Regions from separate parts of the Mus musculus genome. Here all the other regions are linked to region 4. Evidence: chromatin contacts called from public Hi-C and promoter capture Hi-C data. All regions are on one chromosome and are shown on one strand. Each heading gives the region's core, a stretch centred on a gene start, on an enhancer-like site or on the middle of the called end of the contact. The rest is flanking DNA. Distances are from core to core; before and after follow the strand shown.

The links. Promoter capture Hi-C pulls out the DNA fragments that hold promoters and counts their contacts. Hi-C and Micro-C count contacts between places; a contact is called where the count stands out from the background.
Region 1: a Hi-C map of cerebral cortex shows a contact between it and region 4, with 5 times the contacts expected there. The contact joins the enhancer-like site here to the promoter of Tom1l1 in region 4. A contact is called at or near these places in 7 of 39 promoter capture datasets (the 3T3-L1 cell line, cranial neural crest, frontonasal cranial neural crest and 3 more), 2 of 484 Hi-C or Micro-C datasets (cerebral cortex and cortical neurons) and 2 of 115 datasets of contacts at active chromatin or transcription factors (astrocytes and stem cell-derived neural progenitor cells).
Region 2: a contact with region 4 is called in a promoter capture Hi-C map of second pharyngeal arch cranial neural crest. The contact joins the enhancer-like site here to the promoter of Tom1l1 in region 4. A contact is called at or near these places in 4 of 39 promoter capture datasets (cranial neural crest, frontonasal cranial neural crest, hippocampal neurons and 1 more) and 3 of 115 datasets of contacts at active chromatin or transcription factors (astrocytes, embryonic forebrain and stem cell-derived neural progenitor cells).
Region 3: a contact with region 4 is called in a promoter capture Hi-C map of second pharyngeal arch cranial neural crest, with 13 times the contacts expected there. The contact joins the enhancer-like site here to the promoter of Tom1l1 in region 4. A contact is called at or near these places in 7 of 39 promoter capture datasets (the 3T3-L1 cell line, the C10 cell line, cranial neural crest and 3 more) and 3 of 115 datasets of contacts at active chromatin or transcription factors (astrocytes, embryonic forebrain and stem cell-derived neural progenitor cells).
Region 5: a promoter capture Hi-C map of hippocampal neurons shows a contact between it and region 4, with 22 times the contacts expected there. The contact joins the enhancer-like site here to the promoter of Tom1l1 in region 4. A contact is called at or near these places in 9 of 39 promoter capture datasets (the C10 cell line, cranial neural crest, embryonic stem cells and 6 more), 16 of 484 Hi-C or Micro-C datasets (the HL-1 cell line, MC3T3-E1-derived osteoblasts, brown adipocytes and 9 more), 4 of 115 datasets of contacts at active chromatin or transcription factors (astrocytes, embryonic forebrain, pro-B cells and 1 more) and 1 of 9 other capture datasets (adipose tissue).

Annotation. Positions count from the first base shown.
Region 1 is chr11:93,576,363-93,579,062 of GRCm38.p6, forward strand. Car10 (carbonic anhydrase 10) reads left to right here. Exons shown (of 10, transcript NM_001361708.1): 6 at 2,304-2,399. Among named protein-coding and RNA genes, the nearest start is that of Gm24856, 160 kb to the left of the region's middle. Within about 2 kb of position 1,274, at least 11 of the 459 cell types and tissues checked have an H3K27ac peak or open chromatin away from gene starts, as enhancers often do. A contact at or near this core is called in cerebral cortex and cortical neurons, where this site is marked.
Region 2 is chr11:93,055,150-93,057,849 of GRCm38.p6, forward strand. No RefSeq gene overlaps it. Among named protein-coding and RNA genes, the nearest start is that of Car10, 42 kb to the right of the region's middle. Within about 2 kb of position 1,327, at least 1 of the 459 cell types and tissues checked has an H3K27ac peak or open chromatin away from gene starts, as enhancers often do. A contact at or near this core is called in second pharyngeal arch cranial neural crest, where this site is marked.
Region 3 is chr11:93,024,903-93,027,602 of GRCm38.p6, forward strand. No RefSeq gene overlaps it. Among named protein-coding and RNA genes, the nearest start is that of Car10, 72 kb to the right of the region's middle. Within about 2 kb of position 1,274, at least 2 of the 459 cell types and tissues checked have an H3K27ac peak or open chromatin away from gene starts, as enhancers often do. A contact at or near this core is called in second pharyngeal arch cranial neural crest, where this site is marked.
Region 4 is chr11:90,686,163-90,688,862 of GRCm38.p6, forward strand. Tom1l1 (target of myb1-like 1 (chicken)) reads right to left here and starts at 1,439. Exons shown (of 16, transcript NM_001357543.1): 1 at 1,351-1,439. The coding sequence starts at 1,408.
Region 5 is chr11:93,470,431-93,473,130 of GRCm38.p6, forward strand. All of the region lies in intron 4 of Car10 (carbonic anhydrase 10), which reads left to right. Among named protein-coding and RNA genes, the nearest start is that of Gm24856, 58 kb to the left of the region's middle. Within about 2 kb of position 1,366, at least 27 of the 459 cell types and tissues checked have an H3K27ac peak or open chromatin away from gene starts, as enhancers often do. A contact at or near this core is called in cerebral cortex, hippocampal neurons and stem cell-derived motor neurons, where this site is marked.

The DNA of each region.
Region 1 (2,700 bases), core at 24-2,523, 2.9 Mb after region 4:
TAGCTCATTATCTTTAACTCTGAAAACATGACTACTCCCCCGTTTAATGCAACACGGGATACTGACAATAATGAATGCTATTCAGAGTCATTCATTCAGAGTCACAAATCACTTTCCTGGCACAATCTTGTTAATTCCCAACCCAGCCAGTGCAAAGCACTGACACCATTACAGAGAGATCCATGATGCATTGGCTGTGACAGTGTTGTAAAGGGCAAAGCTATAGAAAGGCAGGAAAGCTGGCTCAATGCGTTTTGGAGTTTTCATGCAGGGAGGAGGCTACTAAGAGAGTTTGGGTAGATTTATATGTGTGAACTGGAACAAAAAGGCAGAATGAAATAAACTTTAGAATTGCAATTGTAAATTATTCCATTTTATTGTTTCTGATGGTATTGCTGTTGCTGTTTCTGAGACATGTCTTGGGTATCCCCAATTGGTCTCAATCTCACTAAGGAGTTGAGGATGGCCTTGAACCCTGATTTTTTTTTGCCTCCACCTCCCAAGTGCTGAGATTTCAGGAGTTCACCACCAAGCTCAGTTTATATGGTGCTGGATTTTGAACCCAGAGAAAGCAAGAGTTCTGCCAACTGAACTGTGTGTTCCCATCCCTCTATTGTTTAAGATTATTTGCATGTGTGCAGCTATGTACTTTATAAGCAAAGAAAACCATCTGGGTGGATTTATACTGAGTTGCTAATTTTTCTATCATGTGAGCTAGAGTTAGATGGAGACAAGGGAACTGTTAGACACATCTACATTTTTAAATTTGTTACCATAAAGTATGCGTTCATATTATTATAAAACTTTATTAAAAAATGCCTATAAGGTACATCTTAAAAGGGATAATCACACTAATTTTTTATGGGAAGAGAACAGGTTCTTGGTGAAGTGGTAAAAAATCTGATCATGTGGATAAAAGTCTATAGTGTGCTCATTTAGGCATATGCACATGCCATATTCCACAATGCAAGTTTTAAAGAATGAGGTAATGGAGAGAAACGCATTTCAACACAACTCAAATCCAGGACTCTTCCTGCACACACACACATGCACACACACACATACACACACACACACACACACACACACACACACACACACACACACACACACACACACACAACAGTGCTCACTGCACCAATCTTAGCAGGCAGTCACAGGTTTTGGTTAGAGGATGGGGAAACAAAATTTTGCAAAACCCAGTGAACCAGATGAACGGGCTGGCACTTCATGAGACAGAACCATCCACTCTCCCATCTGCAGAGCCAAGCATCCTACACACTGCCAATCTCCTCCCAGAGCCATGGGGATGGCTCAGAGTCTAACAGATCCTTGCTCACCCAAGGCTACCAGCAAGATTTACTCACTGCCAGTGGTAGCTGTTGGCGCTGCTGGGAGATGCCCACACCTGAAGGGCTGTTCCATTTCCTAATGTGGAAAATTCACTTAAAGATCACTTTAGGAGAAATATCCTGGGAGGGATGAAACACCAGATGGGTATAATCTTATTAAAAACATCATTGTTACCTCAACATGTTTGCAAATATGTGTAGATATGTCCATATCTCTCTCTCTCTCTCTCTCTCTCTCTCTCTCTCTCTCTCTCTCTCTCTCTCTCTCTCTCTGTGTGTGTGTGTGTGTGTGTGTGTGTGTGTGTGTGTGTATTATACACATAGATTCTATTTACACCTCCCTCTGAAATTTCACCAAGTAAAAGCGCATCCTTCTGATTGGAGGAACCAGACAGGTCAGGGACACCACAAGAACATGGCCCACAAAATCAACTGACCTGGACTTACAGAGGCTCACAGAGATCAGGATGCATGTAGGGGTCTGACATAGGTCCTCTGCATATATGTTATAGCTGAATAGCTTGGTGTTCTTGTGAGAACCCTCACAGTGAGAACAGGGGCTGTCCCTAACTATTTTGCCTACTTGTGGAACCCTTTTCCTCCTACTGGGTTGGCTCATCCAGCCTTGATGTGAGAATATATGCCTGGTCTTACTGTAGTGCGTTACACCATGTTTGGTTGATATCCCTGGGAAGCCTGCTCTTATCTGAAGAAAGGCAGAGGAGGGGCAGATCTAGGGGAGACAGGAAGTAGGGGAGATAGACTTGGGTGAGGGAAGGGAGGAGATACTGCAGTTGGGATGTAATACATGAGAGAAGAATAAGAAAAAGCATAGCCTTCTACTAGTCTCTCCGTATGCTTGCAATTCACCCTCGTATTGGAAGATAGGCTGTGCCTGATACCTTTCAAGCCAGGATTGTTGTTCTTATTCCTGATTTCCCTTCCTACCAGGTACAACTCATCCACTATAACCACGAGCTATACACAAATGTCACAGAAGCTGCGAAGAGCCCGAATGGATTGGTGGTAGTTTCTATATTTATAAAAGTAAGTCTTGCATGATTCCTGTACTCTGCTTGCCACCCCCTCCCGCGCCCCCCCCCCAATACCAACCAGAGCATCATTCTACAGTCTCTGTTGTAATTTTAAAAAGTTAAAGAAGTAATGTCAATTCATACCCATGCCTGCAGTAACGTTGGGGTCTTAGGACTTTTATAACCATGAGATTCATAAAAGATTCGGAGCTCTGGAAGTGAGGTGCAGAAGGGACAGGTTCCATTTCAGAGCTTTGGGAGCTGAAGGTTTGGGGAGCCTCCATCCTAGAGAGAAAGCAACTGCGATTTTCAGG
Region 2 (2,700 bases), core at 77-2,576, 2.4 Mb after region 4:
TTCAGTTGTGCCTGTTATCATGCTTCCTAGTTGCTCCCAGGATTTGTGTTTTGTTCTATTTCTGTGAACAGGTGTATATAGATAACATCTGCATTCAAGTTCACCAATTTTGAAAACACATTGCCCAAAATTTCTGTAACTTGTCCCATCATTAGCAATTTTCCATCTCATGCTCTTTCCTTGAGATGTTTATTTCATGACTCTGATGATTTCCTCGGAAAATAATGCTGATAAAACTACAGACAACCTGGGTCATACAAAAAAGGAGAAATTCCTAAGTTGCAAAAGAACAATTTTGTGATCAACCTGTTTAAGACCAAATAGGGCTCAGTTCAAGGGCAGATTTTAGACTCGGTCATTGCCTTTACCATGAAGGAGAATGAAATCAGGACTCGTAGGTTTCATGCTCATTATGTTGTCTTTTTTTTTTTTTTCCCCACAGCTGACTCTGGCTACATTCATTGCTCTTGTGGAGGTCACTGACAGAAGGCATACTTGAGCAGATAGATGGAATGCTTCCTATTTCCTGGGTTGAAAAAATAACCATAGTCACTGTCCCCAAAATGCAAGGATTCTGAGTCTGACAGCAATCTCTATGATGGTGCACATACAGAAGCCTTTAGAGCACACAGCCCATGAAATTGCCTCATGAACCATAGAATATCAAATATACCTAGAATTCTTTTCCCTCTTTTTTCCCATTTCTGGTACAACAGTGTGTAAGATTTCAAATATTTGGGATTTTTTACTTTTTTACATTTATAAGATGATAATTATAACCTCATCATTTTAATCAAGCAGATCTATGCTTGAAATATAAAGGAAGAGTTCTATGTAACTCAAGGGTCCATCTTTCCTGACAGCCCCACTTTTAATGTTTTGGTAGTTGTATTTTTATGTTATGAACTATAATGTTAATTTCTATTTGCTCTTAGAAAAATCATAAAAATATAAAAAGACAATATCATCTAATGTTCCAGAGCTCTAGTTAAAAATGAATCAAACTGTTGAAACTATAAGAACAAGGGACTCAATGGACTTTTTGAGAAGGTAAAAGAGAAAGAATTCTGAAACAACAGTCAATTGATGAAGGGTGATCTAGGAGATAGCACTTGCTACACTGAAGGCACTGAGATCCTAGATACTGGTACTAGCCCCAGAAAACAACAACTCTGCCTTGATGCTAACAGGATACAGGCTATTTTAATAACTGATTTTCCTTAATAGATACAAGTCATAGAAAACATATGGGAGTGGTTAGTGAGATGCCTCAAAAGTTAAGAACAAAGGTTGCAGAATCTATGTGTGCTGATCACAACCAGCTGCAACCTCTCAACGCCAAGGGTGTCGAACCTTCTTTGGAACTCTGGGGGGCAACTGCATGCACTGGTATAGACATACAAACAAAGTTAGTAATAATAAGATTATCTTTAACAAACAGTAAAATCAAAAATAGCATTTCAGAAAGAACCCACATCATAGCGGACATCAGAAAATAAGCCTTCCAGAGAGAGTTCTTTCTCTTTAAGTATTGAAAAAAATTCAATAAACTTTCTTTTCAAATGGTAGCAACAACATTGCATTTGTAGATAGACAGATCTGAGATATGTTCCTGCAGCCAAAAATTAGCCTTTAATATCTCAGACTTCTAGCTCTGCCAAAAGATGAGAGACTAAGTAACCATAAAATGCCCTCACTAACTGTAGGATAAAATGCCAGAACTCAACTCTGGAGCTTGAAATCCCACCAATCCCACCAATCCCTGAGCTCGAAAATTCACCCATGAGCTTGCTGAAATCTCACCAATCCCCACCCTGGAACTCTCTACCCTGGAAAACTCCGCCACCAAGAAATCCTATCTAAGTTCTCCCCCACTCAACTCTCTGCTGCTGCTGCTTCCTGGAGCAGAGGCAGGCAGCCTCCTGTGCTTTTCCCAGTAAAGCTCTTGGGTGAGCTCTGTTGTGTGGTATGACTTTCTGTTATTCCTTGGATCCCAAATGACAGAATACCTTTCTCTTCAGAGCTGTACCACTTATATTAACCACCAAGGAAATCTACAAAATATTCTTAATAGTCTTTAAACTCACATCTAAGAACCTGAGAATGCAAGCAATAGTCTCAGGGACTCGATATAAACAGACTCTTGTAAAGTGCAGTAAGCAGATGAACAAAAGTTGCTGCTGCCCCCAGAAGGCACCATCAACCTTGATAATCTGCCCTTTATATTCTTTCATTTTATTACTGCAGGAGATGAAATCATGGACCAATGGGAGCAAGGGAGGTAGAGCTAACTTCTACATGAAACAGATTAGTAAAACACAACAAAAGACTTTGCTCTGGCATTTGAATGTGGAAGCAGGCCTTCCTTTAAAATGCAAAATTATAAAACCACCTCACACTTGAATTTGAAGCTAGATTTATATACATGCATGATGTGTGGACTTCTAAACAGGGGAGAGAATATGAAAATTGATCCCAATTTGCAATGAAGCTCTAGGAAGAAAAAAACTTTAAAGTACCTTAGAAAACTATACTCCTAAGTCACGTCTTAAATAGTATTTCCCAGTAAAATCCAGTCTAAAGAGGAAGTTTCACACTGAAAATTATAAGGGACAGGAGAAAACAACCCACTAAGTCCCAGAGTCCACTTCTGTGGATGCCCACATATATGGGTATCATTTGAGGTGGAATTCAATGAGC
Region 3 (2,700 bases), core at 24-2,523, 2.3 Mb after region 4:
AATAGAAAGAGATGGATGTAAAATTTGAAGAGGCCCACAGCATTGAGTTGTTCTATCTCTGCCAGACACTTTGAAGTTGCTGTACAGTACAGGACTCTTGAACAAACAGCTAACTTAACAGAAGGTGTGAGGGTTCAATAATCTGACCCTTACACTGTCCTGTATATTGGGCAGTACTAACCAAGCAAACAGATCAGTTTCAGCTGTGAGTTATGCATATAAATAAAGGGCTAAGCAGATACCTATATGTTTTTGCAAGATTGAAATTAAAACTAAAAAGTCTAGAAAGAGAGAAAGAGAAAGAGAGAGAGACCATTTAATGGTAATTAAGCAGCCACTTGTGATCCACAAGCTAACCTGCATTCTTAGGACCAAGGAATACATTTCCTAAAGGAATTCTCAAATGCTAGGAACATGTGAAAATCAAGTCATAACATTTGATGAATGAAGACCATTTTTCGGGAACAAGATAAAGAAGTGGCTAATACTGCAAAAGAAATGGGTGCATTTGTGGATGTTTCCACAGAGGAAGTGAAGCAGGTCTTGCAAGCTTAATAGATTTCAGCAAACAGAGGTGACAGTAGCTCTTCGTCATTTCGTTCTGTAACTACACGGAGCAAGCATATGGGGTTGAAATTAAACATGTAAAAGAAAAGATACGGCATGTAAAAGTCGATAAATACACAAGAAAAGATTAAGTATCAATAAAGTAACAAACACATTTCTATATTTTTATAACAAACTGATAGCTTGCCCAGACAGGGGAAGAATCGCTAATGTCTTGTTTGTTTGGTTTTCATGCTTAATTATTCTTACATTTGGAAGGAATTGAAATCCTTGCATGGTGCTGGATTTGTTGAGACACAGTGTTGACCAGAAGAGATGTGGCCCCCTGAGAGGTTTACTTGCAGGGGGACCAGCAATGAGCAAGCAATCATCACAGGTGATTCTACACCTGCAAGTTACAGAGCTGCAGGGGCTCCCAGATGCTCCGCGACAGACTCAGTTCACCAAGCTCACACCTACCGAGCTCAAAGAAGTTACCTTTCACTAAGGTGGCAGAACTACATTTTCTTTTTGAGCTATATGGATGGCATTTACCTGTGAATGTAGGGTTCAGTAACCCCAATATAAAGTATTGTAATATCTGCAAGATATGTATTTCTCTTTTGGCTTTTCTAAACATTTGTAAATTGCTGAGAACCATTGCATTTTGCTGGAAAAGAGAAACAGTCAGGCTTTTCTCAGCTGGAGGCTTTGAAATGTATGGGCTCACTGGTGAAAAAGGACAGATGGCTGGGCTAATGTTAGTAATTGCAGAGGAAAAAAACGGTCCACTCTTGACCTGAAAACGCAGCAGAATCTCTTCCTTTTTAACTTTTCTGGTGACTGTTTACCTAAGTCTTAGTTATGCTAGAATTGGAGAAGAATAGCCTGTAAGAGTTTCCTAAGAACATAAATGCTACAACACACCTCTATATATGACTGTTAGGGCTTTCAGTTAACAGCTCACTTAGCCAATCTTATCCGATCTGTGATTCATTGCAGACTTTAATTAGAAACTCAAATGACATTCCACAGGAATGAAAGAGCAGGTTGCCCTCAATGAGAAAGTAACTTTAACCATCGAATGAAATATTGAAATGTTTTCATTGTTTGAAATCTCATACATACATATAATGAATTTTGATCCCGTTCACCATTCATTCCCTTCCTCAAATTTCTCTGCCATCCTCTACTACAACCTTCCCTTCCCAATTACATATGTTCCTTTTTTTTTTTTAAGCCTACTGAATACACTTAGTCTTCTTGAATGTGCATGTGTGTAAGACCATCTACTGGAGCATAAATAGTCTCTCAGGAGCTGCATTCCTGAAGAAAACCCATTTCCTTCTCAGCAGTCTTCAGTTGTCAGCATCTCAATATAAAGTACATAACCTCCCAGCACTTTGGAACTCAGTTAGGGTAGAGCATTATGAGCCCGTCCTCCATTCACAATGGATTTCCGACTGAGCTGATCTTGCACAGGTCTTAGGCGCAGTCATGGCTCTTTTGAGTTCATATATGTAATGGGTATGTCATGCCCAGTAAATATTGTTTTTCTACCTATGTCCACTACTTCTGGCTCCCACATCCTTCTGTTCCCTCTCCTGCTATGATCTCAGAGCAAAGGGTGGAGTGGTAGAAAATACTAAGTGCTATTCAGAGCTTCAAAGTCTCCTGCTCTCTGCATGTTGAGCAGTTGCAAGTCTCTGGTTAATTGCCATCTATTGCAAAAGGAAGCCTCTCTGAAGAGGGTTGAGAGATTTACTCATCTCTGGGTAAGATGTGAACTTAGGGGGCATTATAATACTATATCCATTTAGCAGAATGATTGCATTAGGTTATCCCCTAGGTCCCATGATCTAGCCAATGGGTTAGAGGAGTTGAGGGGAGTTTGTGTGTGTGTGGGGGGGGGGGTTGGGGAAGACAGTTAAAGGTACCATGCTTGAGTTTCTATCTTATGAAGTAGAGTTTAAAGCAAATATGAAAGTGGTTGGTTACATCTACAATGTCATGCCATTACTGTACCAGAAGTCATTTCTCACCAGAGGTCAGTTGTTATTGTACCTCACAGAATTTATAGCTAAATATATCTGTTGATTATTTTGCCCATGGCAGAGGGTATCATCTCCTAGCACTTTGAAAGATAGACAGTAG
Region 4 (2,700 bases), core at 189-2,688:
GCCATCTTGCTCGTGTCGCTAGGCACACATTGTTCTTCCATCTGGATACTTCTTTCTCTCAACATGCTCATTCCTAGAGAACTCTTATTCACACTTCAAAGGCTGTGGCCGAGTTCGTTTCTCCCTTTTTTAAAGTTTTGTTTGCAAACTACGTGGTATCTTTCAGTATTATAAGGGTATCTTAACAGTGGATGCTGCAGAATATGGCCATTCTCCTTATCACCAGGTAAGTTCCCTGGGGGATGGGACTATGCCTTCCCGAAGGCATCCAGCTAGTAGTTCTAAATGTTTTCAAAACTAAGGGATAATCGGACATTGCCGAAGTGCCTTTTGCCTGCGAAGCTTCAGCGAGGATCCATTTCTGCTCGGAACTCGTTCTAAGACATACTATTCAGCAAGGAGATGGGCAGTTACAGTGCTTTTCCTAGAGGGCAGCTCTCTTGCAGTATTGTAAAGATGTGGAAACTCAGGTTTAAGTTCAAAGGTGCGGCCCATCCCCGCAGCAGTTAGTTTAACTTACTTCCAATCTAAACTTTCTGAGACTGAGTCTTAGAACTACCAGGTTCATAGGATTTCATCACCCCACCAAGTTCCCAACAGTTTGCCTGTCATTAATACACCCTGGTGCCACACCCTGTCCCCAAGGGAGGGGGCAGGGTAAAGAAGGGAGCTGAGGTGGCAAAAAGCCAATTGTATGTAGTCAGTGACTTCTGCATCCACCTCTGTAATTCAGAACACAAACACAAGGGATAAGGAAGGACCAGGCTGGCTGGATTGGAGGGTGATGCGTGGTCTAAGAGCCTCAGTGACTGCAGACGGCCCCTCTCCCAATCTCCCTCTTTAAGCAAAAGGCCGGCTCACATCGCTTGGGCTGTGCGCTGGAGAAAATTGGTTTGGAGAAACCTGCCTCTCAGGGTGAGATCACGTCAATTAGCGTCTCAGATCTCTCTTTCTGGTCTGTAAAATGGGTATAACAATAAGGTGCTGAGAGTGGACGACGCACTTTATGAAGAACCTTCCCCGGGTCAAGAAGTTTCCACTTTCTCCTCCCAGCGGTCCCAATACTCCACGCAGTGCTGTGCTGCGGGCCACCTGCTTGCTCCACTCGCCCAGCATTTTGAACTTTGCATTTTTTTCGGAGAGGTTCTGGTATGAGTGAGCCAAACTCAGAAAGGTGGAAAGTGGCCGCAGGTGGCACGCAGGTGGCGTGGGAAAGCTGCGGGGGAGGGTAGCATTTCCTCCGACTTGGTCCAACTCGCCCCCCACCCTCCAATCGAGAATGGAGTGGAACCGGCAAAGCTCCCACGGTTCCCCAAGCCAGCCGGGATGTTACTCCCTGCGCCTCCTTACCTATGAGGTGACCCACAGAGGTAGCGTAAGGATCGCGGTGACTCTTCCCAAACGCCATGGTAGCTCCAGAGAGCCCTCCCAGGAAATCCGCCTCCACCGCCCTCCGACTCCACCCGCTCCGTGCCCGAGGCTCCTCCTCTCCGCTCCAGCGCTTGGCTGCCGCGGAGAGGCGCCAGGCAGCGAGCAGGGCGGGGACCCGGGGGACTTGGCGCACCTGCCGCGTGCTCCTGGCGCTTCCCGCACCTCGTGACTCTAGGTGGGCTGGGAGCCCGGGTGGAGTGATGTGACTCCGCACCCCGGGCCTGCGAACTCAGAGTCCAGCTCCAACATCTCCACCGCAGGGCTGAAGACCGCTCCCCTCTCTTTGGAGACTAGACAGTGTGGGATTAGTTGCTAACACAGACTCGAGGGTTATTGCTAAGGTTTATTCAGACAAGGACATAGACCTCTCAAGTCACACACCTCCAGAACAATGAGACTTCGCCTATCACCACTCCGGAGGTCCCTGAACCGATTTTTGCGCCCTACCCTTTAAATCTACGGAACTGGGAGGAGGATGGGCTGTCTAGGAGAGCCAAGACCTCCCTTGAGCCCGGGCTTTGTTTTTCACCCGTTTCCAAGAGGGACCACGAGGCGCCACCACACAAGCTTTTGGCTTCTAGCTCTATCTCCTAGGAACCCTGCTTTCCAGCCTTATGGTGAAAGGAGAGAGGGGCCTTTCCTGGGGCTCTGGCAGGAAATATGTTTGGTATGTAAATCCACATTAAGAAACCAAACCTCTCTGTTTCTATTTGAACCAAGATTTCTTTTTCCTTTTCCGCGGCACGGCTAACATCAGATACCCATGCTTCTGATCTGTAGGATGCCTCCTGAGACGATGGGCTACTCTGCTGGTAGATTTTGCTTCCTGTAGCTAACTGGGACTGAGCTTCACATTAATAGTGGGTTTATTCCCCCCACCCCGAAATGGTGACTAGAAAGAGCAGGAGGACCTGGCCTGACTCATGTTTTTGGTCTTCCATATTTTAGCATAGATGTCAAAACCAATTACATTATGCTCCAAGTGGCTATCATTTGTTGTATTGATCCGGAATCTTCCTCCACCTCCCCCTGTTTGTCCTCCTCCATGAGTGAGTTAACATCGGGATCCTACAATGTAAAATACGGCATTTTTGTTATGATGGTGTTTCTTATGATGAGGTCAGTCCTACCTGAAATAGGACATGCCTATCAGGCTCACTAGCTGTTTCATGTGGTGCGATCTCTCCACTGTGGCAGTCAAGTAGTCTTTACAGCTGATGTTGAAAACCTCTTTTGGCTCTCTCAGCAGCCTGATCTCTGTCTGTCCCT
Region 5 (2,700 bases), core at 116-2,615, 2.8 Mb after region 4:
CTAAACACTGTTTAGCTAGTAATGGTCTCAGCATCTCTCTTCTGCTGCAGTCTAATCTTGGCTCTACTGCTTTCGAATATCTTCTGTTAACTCTTCCAGGTATCCATGTGTCTGTATGGTCAGAGCCATCTCAGCTCACTGGACAGATCCCTGGGCCCTTCCAGGTTCCTGATGTTCTAGCTAGATTAATTGTATCAAAGCCAGATGTGTTTCTGGCTTTGATCCCCCACCACAAACCACATACATGTACACACTCACACAGAGAGAGAGAGAGAGAGAGGGGGGGGGAGGGAGGGAGGAAGGGAGGGAGGGAGGGAGGGAGGGAGGGAGAGAGAGAGAGAGAGAGAGAGAGAGAGAGAGAGAGAGAGAGAGAGAGAGAGAGAATGAGAATATGCTGCCCATCCGGCTTGCAAGCTCTCATTAGCATTAAATGCCAAGTTTCCGGAATCCAGGCGCCTTGGTTACAAGTAAATCGGACATTGCTGCATTAATGTGGTAATGGAAATATAATGAAGGAATTTATTGTCCCTGAAAGACAATGTCTGCCACACAAACCCCACGGGATCACCAGACTGTAAGTGCAGCTCCACGCCTCCAACTCCACTAGCCCATAATTATCTCGGGAGGACCATGACCCTCCAGTTCTCCCTATTAAAAGTATATTTCCTTACAAAGTGAACTGTGCTTTATTGAATTGCATCATTTTGATCACTGGAAATTGACATATTGGGCTCATTAGCCAGGAAGTTGGATAGTTAATTTATGAGGCTTCTCAGAACCTGTCCCAGGCTAGTCATTGAGAGAACACAACAGCCTACGATGAGATGGGAGAAAGTTACTCCAGCGATTGCTTTATTTTCCTCTCATTATAGAAATAATGAACAAAAAACTTCTCTGCTACAGATATTGCCTTCCAGTCTCTCTCTCTTTCTCTCTCTCTCTCTCTCTCTCTCTCTCTCTCTCTCTCTCACTCACACACACACACACACACACACACACACACACACACACATACACACACACACACACACCAGAACGATTGTACTTTCTTATAACTAAATACTGTTTGATGGGTATGCAGGCTTACTGCGCTCATTAGCACCGTTTTCCTCTTAAAATGCTTCAACTGTGGAGATGAAAAGATGATCTAAGTCTTTGCCTTCATCTTTAATATTTAAAACTGTTCACACAACCTTTAAAAAAAATCAAATATTGATGCTGTTACCTGTTGTTCTTCAAAGTGGAGCAATTATACTGCAGGTCCTTCGAATATGCCTGCTTTTGTTAGAATGAGCACGAGGATGTCAGGGAGACATTTCTTTTCCCTGTCTGGGGCCTCCACCCTCCTCTGCCTCGGGTGGGAATCAGGGGAAAGCTTTTGACTCTTAATAAGGAAACGCGCTGAGACAGCTTCCCAAAAGCACCTAGTGGGCAGGCTGGCGGGGGATATGAGACTCAGGGAGCATCCTCAAAGTAGATTCTGTAGAATGGCACTGTGCCCTTGGAGCGATACAGGCTCCAGGCTCTCAGCCAGTTTGCCCACAGGAGGCCAGCTTTCTTCCACCTCTGCAACCTAGATTCTTGGGGAGCAGCCATTTTGTCTGGGATGGTTCCATACTGCCCTCTAGTGGCTGTGTCTAGAACCTCCGTGTCTAACAGTCCATAACTATTTTTCAGCAATCCCTTGCTGAGGAGTTCCCATGTCAGATACCGGGGATATGGAGACAAATGAGATGCACACCATGATCGCTAATTCTTCATGGTATCTGTAGGAAGAAACATTCATGAAAGCGGTTATAAAGCATGCTGATGAGTTCGGACACGTGACCACATGCAGAGTGCCCTGACAACACAGGAGAACATCATCCCACCCGTGGGGTTCCATGGAGGTGGATGAGATAGATGGTCCTGAAGAATTGAGAAGGGGGAAATGGGAATAGAAGAAAGGAGGCATCGCTTAGGCTCTGCTGGTCAAGACCTGTTATGCCACTACAAATGTGTGTTGTTAAGAGGACAATTACGTGCTGTGTCATTGAGATGAAAACAGTGCTTTTAGGGTACATTTCCTTACATCTCTTTGGGGTGCTTTCTGCAAAGGATGGCATGTCATTGCTTTATTAGCAGCATAACTTTTTCCTTGCAGAATGGGATGTTAAGTCATGCCATATCTTACTGTATAGAGCATCTGAGATTCGAGAAGTTAAGATGCTAGTTGTGGATGAACGAAGAGTTAGGGGTAGTGCAAGATGGGGGAACTGTAAATGAATGGCTGTGGAGACACAGACAGTGAGGCATCCCATGGAAAACTCAAAGACATGCATTCTTTGAAACGTCCCAAATACTTATAAGAAGTGGAACAAAACAAGAGGCAGTCCTGCTGTGGGGGGCATGGGGCGGGGGGAGAAGAGATTACTTGGAAAACATAGTAAATTCATGCCTTGCCATGAACATTCCAAACTCACTGATGAATTACATAGTGTGGAGGAGGAAGGCATCACGAACTGACCTCATGAGGAGAAATCCAAGCATCCTTCTAAAAGAGTAGGATGCAGAGATGTAGAAACGGGTTGCATAGCTCCCCCTTGGCCCTCTCAGTTCACAACCATTTCCTGCTGCTAAGAACCAGGAACAGAGGACCATGTTTAACTGGCTCTTACTCCACTGGGGAATACACTCTCCTGCTACCAGCAGGATCAATTG